2 separate regions of the Arachis hypogaea genome follow, and region 1 is linked to region 2. A link is a contact called in public Hi-C data. All regions are on one chromosome and are shown on one strand. The core of a region is the stretch at or near the end of the contact, and the rest is flanking DNA. Distances in the headings are between cores, read along the strand shown. Region 1 has its middle 15 kb from the start of LOC112790523. Region 2 holds the start of LOC112790521 (subtilisin-like protease SBT1.8).

Evidence for each region. A called contact is a pair of places that touch in the nucleus more often than the background predicts.
Region 1: a contact with region 2 is called in a Hi-C map of an unstated tissue, with 4 times the contacts expected there. The contact joins the enhancer-like site here to the promoter of LOC112790521 in region 2. A contact is called at or near these places in 3 of 8 Hi-C or Micro-C datasets (leaf and an unstated tissue).

Annotation. Positions count from the first base shown.
Region 1 is chr3:49,122,068-49,129,050 of arahy.Tifrunner.gnm2.J5K5, reverse strand. No RefSeq gene overlaps it. Among protein-coding and RNA genes, the nearest start is that of LOC112790523, 15 kb to the left of the region's middle. Within about 2 kb of position 2,065, at least 3 of the 3 cell types and tissues checked have open chromatin away from gene starts, as enhancers often do.
Region 2 is chr3:49,008,889-49,015,700 of arahy.Tifrunner.gnm2.J5K5, reverse strand. It overlaps LOC112790521 (subtilisin-like protease SBT1.8), which reads right to left and starts at 2,601. Exons shown (of 2, transcript XM_025832960.3): 1 at 790-2,601; 2 at 1-387. The coding sequence starts at 2,461.

The sequences.
Region 1 (6,983 bases), core at 816-3,315, 110 kb before region 2:
AAACTCCAAAGAAATAAAATCAACCATGGATGTATCAATATATTTATTTATTATTTTTCTTAAAATTTAAATGAAATATTTTTTATAAAACTAAGGAGAATGATAAATAAATGTATTGATGCATTTACAGTTGATTTTGTGCCTTTGGAACTTGTACTTGTTCTCCAAATTATTGACATTATTCTTATACTACTGTTATGTAGGATATTCTGTTAATTATTTAATTTTAACCTCACGGTGAAATTACATTAAAACTAAATGAAATTTTTTTAAATTTAAATAAAACACTTTAAATTTTAAAAACTAAAATAAAATTATACCCAAACATAAAAAATTAATTTAATACTTTATCTTAAAATTTAATTTGCAAATTTCATGGATTATTATACCGGTGCGTTGGAAGGGGCGGGTTTGTGAAAAAGAGGTTGAGTTCTAGGGGAGAAGACCATAACTAATCAATTTTTTTTATTCTATTTTCCACTTTACAATGGCAGATAATGACTAACAGTATATGTAGGATCATTAACTAATGATATTATTATCCAGTTAACGATTGGTCACAAAAAGTACCATTAGTGATTATAAATTAGTTTTAAATTTTATATAATTAATGTTATTAGTGTTATAATCTTTTATAGTTAATTTTAGTACTTCACTTTAAACTAATCTATTTTTAACAATACCTGTAAAAAAAAGTCTCAATTGTTTCTTTTTTTTTTTGGTAAAATGCAAAAGTTGACAAAATTTATTTTATAGATATCGAACGTGCATTATTAATATTTACGACCTTTAATAAAGTGGTTAAAGTTAATTAAAAAACAAAAAACAACTTTGTCACAACATTTCAAAAGGTATTTTTACTTACATTTTTATTTTTTTATATTGAAATAAAAAGTACACCAAAAAATATTTTTTACATTTTTTTCTTATTTTTCAAATGATTTCTTTTTAAGAAATGTATGTATTTTTTCTTTATTTGTCAATAGTATTTATTGTTGAATTTAACCACTAATTTCTATGCGCACTTTATCCATTTAAGGACAAGGCATCAAAGGTCTGATCATGAGATCTTTTTTATACATAAAGTGATATTTAGACTCTCAATTTTTTAGTTAAATAACGAACAAAGATTCAATCTAGTTTCTATTAATTTCTTTAAACGACAAAGCAATTTTTATCTAAAAATGGAATACTTTGGCCTCCAAGAATATTATTTTGAAACAATACAAAATTTTCTGTTAAAAATCTATGAAATAATAACAAGTTAGTTTTATAGGAGTTTTATTTGTAGTTTGTAGAATTATAAATTCCTACAAAAAAAAAATTTAACAATGGGATCAATTATAACCACCTTCATCATCATCATTGTTATAATTTATATCTCTACTACTTCATACCTTGTTTATCATAATTGTTTTCTCTACCCTCGTCAACTACAATATCAACACCATCAATATCATCATTTACTTAATTTTTGAGTGATACTATTTTTTCATTTTAAAAGCTTTTTAGTTCTACGATTAATTTTTTTCTTGTAATATTATTTCTGGCAATGGTTCTTCTCTACTACTACCACTAGTGAAAAAATTTTCAAAAATAAATTTATTAATAATTTGTGAGATGTTTTTGTTTTTGGGTTATAGGCTAAGTCCAATAACCCTATCCAAACCCCAATGTGTGAGGTGTTGAAAATCCCACAAATCGTAGATAAAAATCGAAAAGATTACTTTTCATTCTATTTAACGGATTTTTAACAAAAAAAAATTAGTATTAACCCCAAATAATATTGTTAGGGCTGCGGACCCGAAATACTTTTTTATTTTTTTTACCGAAACTGTCTTATTTTTTGGGAAAACGGACAAAGAGCGGTTGCGTTTACTCTTCAATAATTAGTTATCATGCCATATTATTTTCTTTTTATTTTTATTTCTTTTTTTTTGGATTGGCAGAGTGGTTTCTTTTTTAATTCTGAGCAATTTTGACCAATCAACTTGTTTACTTTGGGCTCTATAGTAACCCAAATTTATCCATTACAGTATTTTTGGCCTTTATATAGTGGGCCTTTGATATTTTTGGTGGCAAATTCGAACACTGTTTTTAAACATTACGCCCATCAGTATCGAGACCCCTCTCTCTTCAAACCCCTCCTCCCCCCCCCCCAAAAAAAAAAAAAACAAATGCATTATACTGACTATTAAGCTTACCCTAAATTTATTTATTTTTAACAATATTTACTTTCAATAATTTTCTTTTAAACAATATATACAATTTTATGAGTAGTTTTTGTTACTCAATCCTGTATTAATCTTTTTCTTATAACTTTTTATTAATAATATATTTTCTTGACAAAAATGAATACTAATATGATATATTTTGTAATGCTCTTTGCACATTAAAATATGAGAGGCATTACTAGAATTTTATGCATTTTAAATTTTCCCTTCCAAATTACACATGAAGACCAAGCAATTAGAATTAGTGTGGTTTTGAAAGATCTTATAATTTTTTTGATTCCGTAAAAGTTTTATGTTACTGTTCAATATATAGCTAAAGTGACTTATATTAATATTAGTATTCGTTTGTGGATAAAAATGAGTTGGTCTAATGTTCTGTTCACAAAACAAAAAGCTAAATTACACAAAACCTTTTTCGGTGGTTCTTTTTCTTGAGAAATGAAATCTGAACTTCCATCTCATTTCAATGGATTTTCCTTCTTGTCCCCTTGTTCATTTTCTTGGACTCTTCCCTGACTTGACTTTGCATTAATTGATACGTTATACGGTCTTATATCCCAATAGAAATAATCAATTGACTCTTAGGAACGGATTGGACTGGTTGGTTCAACTTGATTAACCAGCATAATGTTTGATCTGATTCATATGATCGCGATGAAAAGTCTATTATGGTGTTTTCTTGAACCGATACTGATAATAATAATAATAATATGTTTCATTGTTGTTAAGTTTGAAAATAATCTTATAATTATTTGAGATGATAAACATTTAATTAATTATATTGATTGATTGATTAATGGCTTGACCTAATATGTTATAACATTTCAGCTTTAAAATTGATATAAATGTTTATTTGGTATCAAATTAGAAAAGATCGCTGTAGCGAAAAATAGAAAAGAAAACATATAACAATAACGATGATTACGGACAGCAAGAAACGGATAATTGAGCACATTGCTTCAACTGGAACATATTTAAAAAAATCAAATATTATGAGCAACATTTGAAGAGAACTTAAAAATGTAGCTGTTGGATATAGAAGATATAAATCACGTCATTAATAATAACCCAATCAGCTACAACAGCTAACTAAAGATTACTTTTCAATTTAAGAAGAAGAACAAGGTTTTAAGCAACTTAAGGAGAACGATTTAAAAATCAAATACTGCACAATTGAATGTCTTTTTTTTTGGTATTTGATATTCAGTTTTTGAGTCTTTCTAATACTAAAAAAAAATGCATGTGATCTTTTAAGGGAACATTTTCAAAAAGTCTATGAATGATAAGTCATAAATTAGGAAGAGCACACAACACAGTTTCAATTAATTTGAGTCTTGGTTTGTTCAGTTTTGAAAAGTTTGTTTGGTCTGGAAATCAGTTTATGAAGCACGATGTAGTGCTTTGTTTGTCTTGGTGTTGAACCAGTTTCATTTGTTAGTCTTTGATGAGTTTGGAAAACTCTAATTTAGATTGATGATGATCAAGCATTATTAAAACAATTAATTACAAAATTATTAATTTGATTCTTAATTCATATTTGCTAATTAATAATTTTGTTATTTGCAGAGTTTGTTTTGGGCCAAAATAGCAAGTTCCATGTGAAATTAAAATTCAGCCTTAATTTCAAAAAATGTCTTGATTGTTATGGCTGAATTATTGCTATGATTATTGGGCCAGATTTATTTAAACAAGCCCAAAATTATTATTTGCTACAAGACCAAAATGGTTGGTCCGAATTGAAAAAAGAGAGAAAGTTAATGTTGCATGCTTTCAACGGATTCCACTTTCATCTTTTAATGGAATTCAAATTTTTATTAAGTGAAGTTAATGCAGACATTGAAAACATGAAAGAGAAAATGCAAAGAGATTTGATGGCATTAAGTGTAGCTTACACGCTACTAGAAAAAAAAGCATGGGGAGTTGATCTTAATTGATCTTATTTTATAACATTCATTACTCCCATAGCTTTGCTTTTCTCTCTCTTCTCTCTCAACTCTTTTTTCTCTTTCGATCACTTCACAGAAAATATGGAAGCTAATGCAAGCTATCAGAAAGAAGAAGAAGCTAATAACAAGACCATTGTGATGATGGCATCAAGAAAAAGAAAATCTGAAGTATGTTGTGGCTAAGATCTTTACCACAAAAGGCAAGATGTGGGGAAGTAATCTTAAACTCTCCATACCCTAAAATAGAAGAAGATCAACTCGGTCAGAGGAATAAGATCCTTGGAGGGATGGCTCATCTCAGCTTTTGATCAACCACCATAGGAGGTAGCTACTATAGCTACTTGGAGGAAGAGGCAGAAGTTTGAGCAGATGGAGTTGTCATCATCAAGAACGCATCAAGGGCTAGGAATCCTTCTTGGAGTGCAAGTCAAGATGGAAGGCCCGGATTGATGAAGCTTGGTGTGAAGGGTAGACACAGAGGTAATTGAATGTTGGGTTTTACATTCGGTTGTCTCTCCTCTCTCTCTCTGGCCGAACCGGTTTTTGCATGAAGAAGAAGAAGTTTAGCTCGGTTCAAGAGTTTCAACCTTGGAGGCTTCTCCTTCTATAAATAAGGGAGAACAGCCAGGACTTGAAACAAGGAAAAGAGTGAAAGCACAGTGTTCCTATAGCTACCCCAGCTAATAGAAGTTCTTCTCCTTCAATGTGGTTCATTTTTTATTTTTCTGTTTAATTTTGTTTGTCTTGAGTCTCATGGAAAAAGACAAACAGTGAGGTTTGTAAGAAAAAGCCATAGAGCGAAAAAATACAGAGTATACAAAATTAAAAGAAAAAGCCATAGATGTCCTTAGAGGTCCTTTGTATATCTGTGTTGTGTTTCATGATTCTGTGGGAATCTCCTTGTAAGTTGGGTTAGCACTTAGCAGTTGAAAGTTTGGTGGGTTACCAAGTCAAGTTCAGGATTGGGGTTAGATTTTGGACTTCTCCCAGATCAGAAGGGTAGTTCCTAGGGAGAATTGGTGTATGTAATCATGATTATAGTGAAATTCAATCATTGTTGTGATGGAGATTGGATGTAGGCTGCATTGAACTTAGCAGCTGAATCAGGATACATCTTGGTGTAATTTTTTCTCTCTTCTACTCTATTTCTGTTTTTGCTGCATAGGAGACAAAACTAAAAAATATCTCTTGGCTGGTTACGAGACAAAAAGAAAAAGTCTATTAACTAGGCACGAGACAAAAACAAGAAATATCTCCTCAAGTTCTCAAAAGGACAACAAGTGTTATTAAGCAAAAAAAAAATGGGGCTAAGATTCAATCCCCCTTCTCTTAGCTAATGATATACCATCAATTGGTATCAGAGCTTGGTGTCAAAGAGATCAAACTTTGCAGCTTGGAGAAAAGATCCAGATGGCAGATAACAGTGGCTCAAATCTGGTGTCTTACAATCCGACAGAAAGACAGTCAAGCAACAGACCTCCTCTTTTCAATGGGAAGAACTACACCTATTGAAATGAGAGAATGAAGATTTTTGTGTAAGCAGTAGATTACAAACTTTGGAAGATCATCCTGGAGGGTCCTCAATTCCCAATAACCACAAGTGCAGAAGAAGTAGTCTCTCTTAAAGCCGAAGCCAGTTGGACTAAAGAAGACAGAAAGAAGGTGGAGCTAAATGCCAAGGCTATCAACTTGCTCAATTGTGCAATCAGCTTCGAGGAGTACCGACGGGTATCACGATGCACAACGGCAAAGGAAATCTGGGACAAACTTCAAGTCACTCATGAAGGAACCACCATAGTAAAGAAGACCAGGATAGACAGCTAAACAGAGATTATGAAATGTTCTCAATGAAGGAAGGAGAATCAATAGATGAAATGTTTGAAAGATTCAACATCATCATTGTTGGCTTGGATGCTATGGGAATCAAGTATCCTGAATCTGTGCTTATGAGGAGAGTTTTGAGATGTCTCACAAAAGAGTGAGAAACTAAGGCATTAATCATATCTGAGAGTAGTAGTCTTGATTTCATGACATATGATGACTTGAGAGGAAATTTATTGCTTTTGAAAACACCTATTTGAAAAAAGATTAAAAAAGAAAAAGAATAGCTCTTACATCTGTTTCTAACCCCCTGGATGATGAATCCAGTGATTATTCCTCTGAAAATGAATTTGTGTTGTTTACTAAAAAATTCAGGAAAATGGTGAAGCTCAAGGAAAGAAGCAAGGGAAGTAGTTCAAGAAAACAAAAGAAAGATTTCAGCAAGGTGACATGCTACAACTGCAAAGAGACTGGGCATTTCAAATCCGATTGCCCTAAGTTGAGGAAGGAAGAAAAGCCAAAGAAGGGAAAGAAAAAGGGTCTGATGGCTTCTTGGGAGGACTTGGAAAATGACTCAGAAGATGATGAGGAATCAGAAACCAAGTCCCAACCATGTCTCATGGCAGATCACGTTGAACAGGTAGTCTTTCATAACCCTGACACTGAAGATCTTCATCTTATGATAGACTACCTTTCTGAAAAAATTAGATGTTTCTTGCTTGATAACCAAGATCTTGAATCAAAAATCACCATTCTTAAAGCTGAAAATGGTTTTCTCAAAGATAAGTTAAGGGAGGCTGAAACTGTTGTTGAACTTTTTGAAAAAAACAAGCAGTTAAAAGCTCAACTTAGAAGCTGTGAAAGCAATCATTCTGTGGTGGCATATGTAAAATGTTTTAAAGAAAATGAAGAGTTTCTTAAAAAGGTCAAAAGCCTTGAAGATGACTCTGAAAATTTAAATCAAATCTTGGCTAGTCAAAGA
Region 2 (6,812 bases), core at 1,352-3,851:
CACCAAACATGACCGAGAATGAAGGGTAATTCAATTGGCCAGGGTCAGAGAACTTCTTGGTGCAATTGAAACCGGAGTGCTTGATTAAGATTTGCAATTGTTCTGGGCTATAGCCCAAGGAGCACAAGAATTTAACGTAGTCACTTGTGGAGGCATCATAGACAAGCCCAGGGGAGAGAGCCTTCTGTGGGTTGACGTGGCCTGAACCGTGAGCCCATGGGTTGGAGAACGAGCCTTCGGCGGCATCATGGAGTAGCGACCGGGTGTTGTCGCGGGTGTAGGCTGTCGTCATGAGTGCCGATTTGATTGCACTGGGACTCCATTCTGGGTGAGCTGCTTTCAGCAACGCAGCCAACCCACTTATGTGCGGACATGACATTGAAGTACCTACAATTCCATAAACCACAACTCCACAATCAATGAATCATCAACAAATATACAAAGCACTAAATTCTCAAATGCACCACTGTTCAATTTCCCACCCCAGTAAACTGTAAATATAATATAGTAACTAGATAGCATGGTTTAAATTACCATAATAATATGTTTGCTCAAAATTTATCAAACAAAGTACATCAATATAGATTAGGTCATTAATAAAGCTTTGATAGTATATAGCACATTTTTATCTAAATGTAAATTCATAACCAATGAACACAGTAGTTTATTAACAAATGACAATTTGAATTTCAGATCATCAAACACTGTATATTTGCTGAAATTTAAAACACGATGCGACAATTGGACAAATATGTTGGCAGAGGAATAAAGAGAGAAGAAACAAAATACCTGACATGATGTTGAACTTAGTCTTGCGAGTGTCCTGAGCCAGCCCAGAGGGCCCAATAGCTTCTGACCAAGCAGCGAGAATATTGACACCAGGCCCAATAACATCAGGTTTTAGTATCTGCCTCGTCACGGTATTGGGCCCTCTCGAACTGAAAGCAGCCACAACAGGCGACGGCCTAACGTTCAAAACCGTCCCACCGAAGCTCAAAACTGCTGTCGCCTTCGGATCCGACCCGACATACTCCCTGATCTGGTCCCCAACAATCCTCCCAACTGCCACCGCCGGCAACAAATGACTATCGGCCACCAACTCCTCCCCACTCTCCGCCGTGTTTGCAAGAATCATCCCGACACCACCGGCGTCCCTCACAACCTGTCCCTTCTCAACCCTCGCATTCATCCCCCTATCGCAAAGAACCACTTTTCCCTTCACCAAATCCGGGTCAAGCGAACCGGGCAGACAAATGCTACTAGACTGGTTCGAATTCTTAAAATAAACCAAACTGACCGGTTCAGTTCCCATCCCTTTCCCACTATAAAGCGAAACCCCAGAAAACTTCTTGTTACCAAGAACCGCAAAAGCCGGGAAGTCACGGTCAAGTGTACCTGCCCCAACGGTCATAATCCACGGTGCCACGTTGGCAAGTGTGCTCTTACTGGGTCCACTGTTCCCCGCGGAGCATGCGACGAAGATCCCTTTCTCAACCGCCGCAAACGCGCCTATCGCGATTGTGTCACGGAAGTAAGGGGCGGAGCCGCCACCGAGGGAGAGCGAGAGCACGTCCACGCCGTCTTCAATTGCACGATCTATTCCGGCGAGAATGTCGGAGGCGAAACAGCCGTCGGTCCAACAAACCTTGTAGGCCGCCACGCGGGACTGCGGGGCCATCCCACGGGCCGTTCCGATGGCGTATCCTAAAAGGCTTGCGTTAGCCACCGGCGACCCCGCTGCTGTGCTCGCCGTGTGGGTTCCATGGCCGTCTTTGTCGCGTGGGGACACAGGCTCCTTCTGTCTCCCTGGGTAACCGCTTCCGGAATTTCCGGACGCCATGTGGAACCCTCTGGAGAAGCTTCGGGCCCCGATGAGCTTCTTGTTGCAGAGTTTTGGAGAGAAGTCCGGGCCTGATTCGCATTGTCCGCGCCACCGGGCCGGGATCTCAGGCATTCCTGCGTCATCGAAGCTTTTGGATTCGGGCCAGACGCCGGTGTCGAGTACGCCGATAATAACGTCATTTAGAGCCCGTCCTAGGTCCTCGTTACTGTGGCCGGCCCACAGGGTGGTTTGGGTTTCGAGGCCAAGGAACTCGGGTGTTCGTGTAGTGTGGAGTTGGTAGAGTGTGTCCTCGTAGATGCCAAGGACTGAGCCCGAGGCGAGAAGGGCTTGGGCCTGTTGTGGGTCGAGAGAGGCAGCAAAACCGTTGTAAGCTGTTTTGTAGGAATAGAGAAGTGGATCCGAATCTGAATCTGAATTAGTTGAGAGAGATTGAAGGCTTGCAATGTACCAGTCATGGTGGGTGGAATATATGGAAGGCTTTTGGTTGTGGTTCATGTGAACAATGTAGGTTTTCTTCTTTGCCACATTATTAATGGGTGATTCTAACGAAGATGAAGAAGAAGAATGTGAGAGGCAGAGGAAGAAGCAGAAGAAGAAAATGGAAGGCATTTTCTCCATGTGAAAGGGGGAAAGGGGAATGAAAAGAAGATGGGGTGTGATTTGATGATTTAAATAAAAGAGAGGGGAATGTGAAGGAGGAGAAAGTAGTGGCAGTGATGGTGGGGAGTGTGTGTGTCAGATAATGGAAGAGAGAACAGACGAGGGACTCTTGTTCCCTTTTTATAATTAAAATATTAAGGAAAGGTGTTTCTTAATGGATCCTTTCTTTAATTAATCTTCTGCCATAATGCCAGCATCAATACTTGAATAGTAATTTTCGGGTAATTTTCTAATTAATTAATACAACTCATTTTATAATGAATATATGTGTAAACTTATTGTATGACATTTTAATAGTTTTTGCAGGTCTTTTTGTCACTTTGGACTTTCTGTCATGTTGATCAGATAAAAAAAATAAATAAATGCTATAGTCTTTATCACTTTATACTTAAGTTACTAAAAAAGATAAATAAATAATATTTAATAAATTTTATATGATTTATTTTATATTTTAAATATTTTAATTTTTTGTTAAAAAAAATTAGATAATTTAGACATCATAACAAAGACACCATAAAATTCACAAAGAAAAAGAAAAGCAATAAGCATATTTGTTCTTCAAAAATGTGTTTGATAAATTTTATGTAGTAAAATCAATGTTGCGGACATTTTTTAATTTCCAAATATTTATATTTGTAAGGTCATGCATATATTTCTCTTATTCAAAAGTTAAATTAATAACACTAATTGGTTTGGAAATTAAATTAAAGGTCTACCATAAATCATAATTATATATGCATGTCCCGGCGGAAAATGCAACAATTTCTCTTTGTAAGTAAATGTATTAAAATTGTGATTAGGAAACATTGCTTTACCATGATGTCATCGATTCCGTTACCTGCTTTTGTACGCGTTTCTTGACTTATTGGGCTGCTAATGCTTTTATATTCTCCATAATCACGCTAGGCATGCTTGATAAAGGAAATATCATCGTGAATTATTATTATTAGGGTAAAATATTATTTTAGTTGATGATGTTTGGGTTAAATTTTAATTTAATTTTTAATATTTTAAATATTTTAGTGTTGTTTCAAAAAATTTAAGATAAATTTAATGTAGTTCTATCATTAAATTTGTTATTAATAATTAAAATATATTTTTTTGTAAAAAATTTTAAATCTTAACAATTAATTGTTAATGTTTTAAAATTAAAAAAAATATTAGTAATGGTTGAAGGATTAATTTTATTTATATATTAAAATTAAATATAATTAATTCTTTAATATGCAAATTATTTGTGTCAAATTTAAAGATAAGGCAATATTAAACTCACATAAAACTTTTTAAGTATTAAAATAGGACGTTTAAAATTTTTTAAAAATAGAATAGGATGTTTGAAAAATCAGAACCAAATTAAAATTCTGTCCAAATATTGAAAACTAAAAATAATATTTTATTATTATTATTAAAGATTAGTTAACGTATACTTTTAAGATTATTATCAAAAAAGTAAATATGTTGTTTTATATATTAAAAAATTTAAATTTTATATCTTTTCAATTGTTAGAAATCAAGAATATATATATATATATATATATATATATATATATATATATATATATATATATATATATATATATATATATATATACTCCAACCAATTATTACGTGTTGTTGCTTTTTTTTTCTCCTCTTACGTATGTGTTGTTACTATTACATCTTTCTTTTCTTTCTCTTTCTTTATTTTTTTGCACTTCTTTTTTTATTATCATCGTCATCATTGTTACTGTTGTCGTCATCGTCACTGCCACTGCTATAATATCCTACTACACAAAACTTTATGTTTAAATTCGTAAATCAGAAATGGTAGAATATTAAGACATATAAAAGTAAAATACAAATATAGATATATAAGAAAAGAAGCTTAACTAGAGCCTTGAAGAAAAGTTAAATAAAACAGAAGTCAAAAGTCACATAACCATAAAATGCATGATTAGTGAAATAGAAGAAATACAATACATATGAGATAAGAGTTTCAAAAGGGATGCATATTAGCAAGCTCCATACTTGACCTACGAAGCAAAGACCAGCTAGAGTAAATATATACATATACACAACCCAAAAGTTTACCAAAATACAAGTTATAAATCCTGTTTCTCCAAGTCAACCTCTAGGAGAGACAAGATACAAATATATACAAAGTGGAGAACATATATACATATATAAAAACTAAATACATAATAAAAATCCCAAAATCCATATATCTTCGCTTCAAGTGAGTCTCCAGCACGCTTAGCGAGGTGACTCGCATCTTGCATTTGAAAAATAACAGAACATGTATGGAATGAGAACCGGGAGTTCTCAGTATAGTAAAGGTGCCCATATAGATAATAAATAACGTCCTGAAAAGCCAAAAGCATTCTAAAATTCGCAACAGTTCAAATCAAATCCTAGAGTTCTCACTAAGCCAGAAGCAAGGTAACTATATCCAAGGATTTTTTATCCTAACTCTTCGTTTTCTGCTCTCTACGAACCCCAAATTCACCAAGTGGAACAACCCTCAACGCCTCCTTCATCCGCCAGAGGGATCTCTTAGAAGCAAACACAAGCAAGATAGAAAAGGAAAGCACAATTATGGAACAGATACAACAAATAGAATATGTAGCAGCTCATTACAGATAGGCAGTTAGGCAAGCTAAAACAAATGCAAACTCAAACAAAACATACAAGTGCATATGATGCATACCTGCCCTATGGCCGATGAGTCTCATCTGTTATCCAGCCAAACCCGACATGTCCGATAGTGAACCTTGGATAGTCCCTGTATGTGTGCATCCCCAAGAGTCTATGCATATATATAATCAATCATTTATCATCTCATTGGAAGAATTCGAGGAGTTAAAGTGCTTAGTCACATTTTGCGACGGAGGGTTAACAGAGTATCAAATCTCAACCTAGAGCAAGTGTTGGCAAGCCACTGCATCTACCCAGAAAAACTCGTGTCTTAGATAATATAATGCAACGCAAGATGGATCTTTCATATCATCAATATCATTCATCAATATCATTATCACAATTCATCAACATCATCATGATCCTTATTCATATCTTATATCACTTTACCCATGCCTTATTAATTCAATTTTGCACTTCACAAACCTCCTTTAATGTCAACCTAACTCCCTCACTAGGTCTACTCCCTTTCCTAAGCCTGACTCTAGGTCTACTCACTTCACAAATAGGGATTACAGAAGTTTAAAAAGATAGAGAAGTGTTAAAAACTCAAAAATTGCACTTTTCAGCAAAGTAGAGGTCATGTGTACGTGAGGCTCCTGCTGCGTACGTGAGTATTTTGGGCAGAGGACCCATAAACCATCAAAATTACACAATTCTCAATACCCAAGAACCAAAATCCGAAAATATAAGACAGGTAAGGGCTGGGTGAGAAATTTGAATTTCTTACCACTTCTTTCAGATGAATTTGAAGGGCTCGGGGAGACGGTCACGTGGCCGGAAAACAGTGCAACGATCAGAGCTCCAGATTGAAAGTTAGAAGAAATCGAAATTAAAAGTGGAATAGAGGTTAGGGTTCTTGTATTTTGCTTCTTCCTCAGCGTGGTTTGATGAAAGGTAAGGGAGGAAGGCTGAGTTAAGTTATATATATTGGGGCTTGGGCCCAATATGGGTCCGGTTGTTTGTTGGCCCAGTTTTGGACCAAAATCTTTAAAATTAGTGTTTTAATTCATATTTTAAATATTTTTACTTCTCTAAAATATAAAACTTAATTTTCTAATCTCTTTGGCTCATAATTAATTTATTAGTTAATCATTTATTAATTTACCAAGTTTTACGTTTTACCCCTCTAATTATGAATTTTGTCCCGAAAATTCAATTACATGAGAATATTTGTGGGTAATCCTTCCACATCTCTGATTCATGCTCCCAGGTGTGCTCTTTAAATTTGGCACGACTCCACGCAACCGTTGCTAACGAGAATTCCTTTCAACGGAGTTTCTTGATACCGACATTGTCAATTCTGACCGGGATTACTTGAAACGTCAAATCTCCTTTCAATTAAATTGATTCGGGTTCTAAGACATGGCTTGCGTCAAAGGTATACTTCCGAAGCTGCGAAACGTGAAATATGTTGTGCAGGTTCATAAGACGAGGTAGTAGAGCCATCCGATACACCATCGACCCAATTCTCTTTAGAATTTAAAATGGACCAAATAACTATGATTCAGTTTCTTTGTCTTTATCGCTCTTCCAATACTTGTAGTCGGAGTAACCCTTAGAAACACATGGTTGCCCTCTTCAAACTCTAAAGGTTTTTGTCTCTAATCAGCATAGCTTTTTTGATGACTTTGAG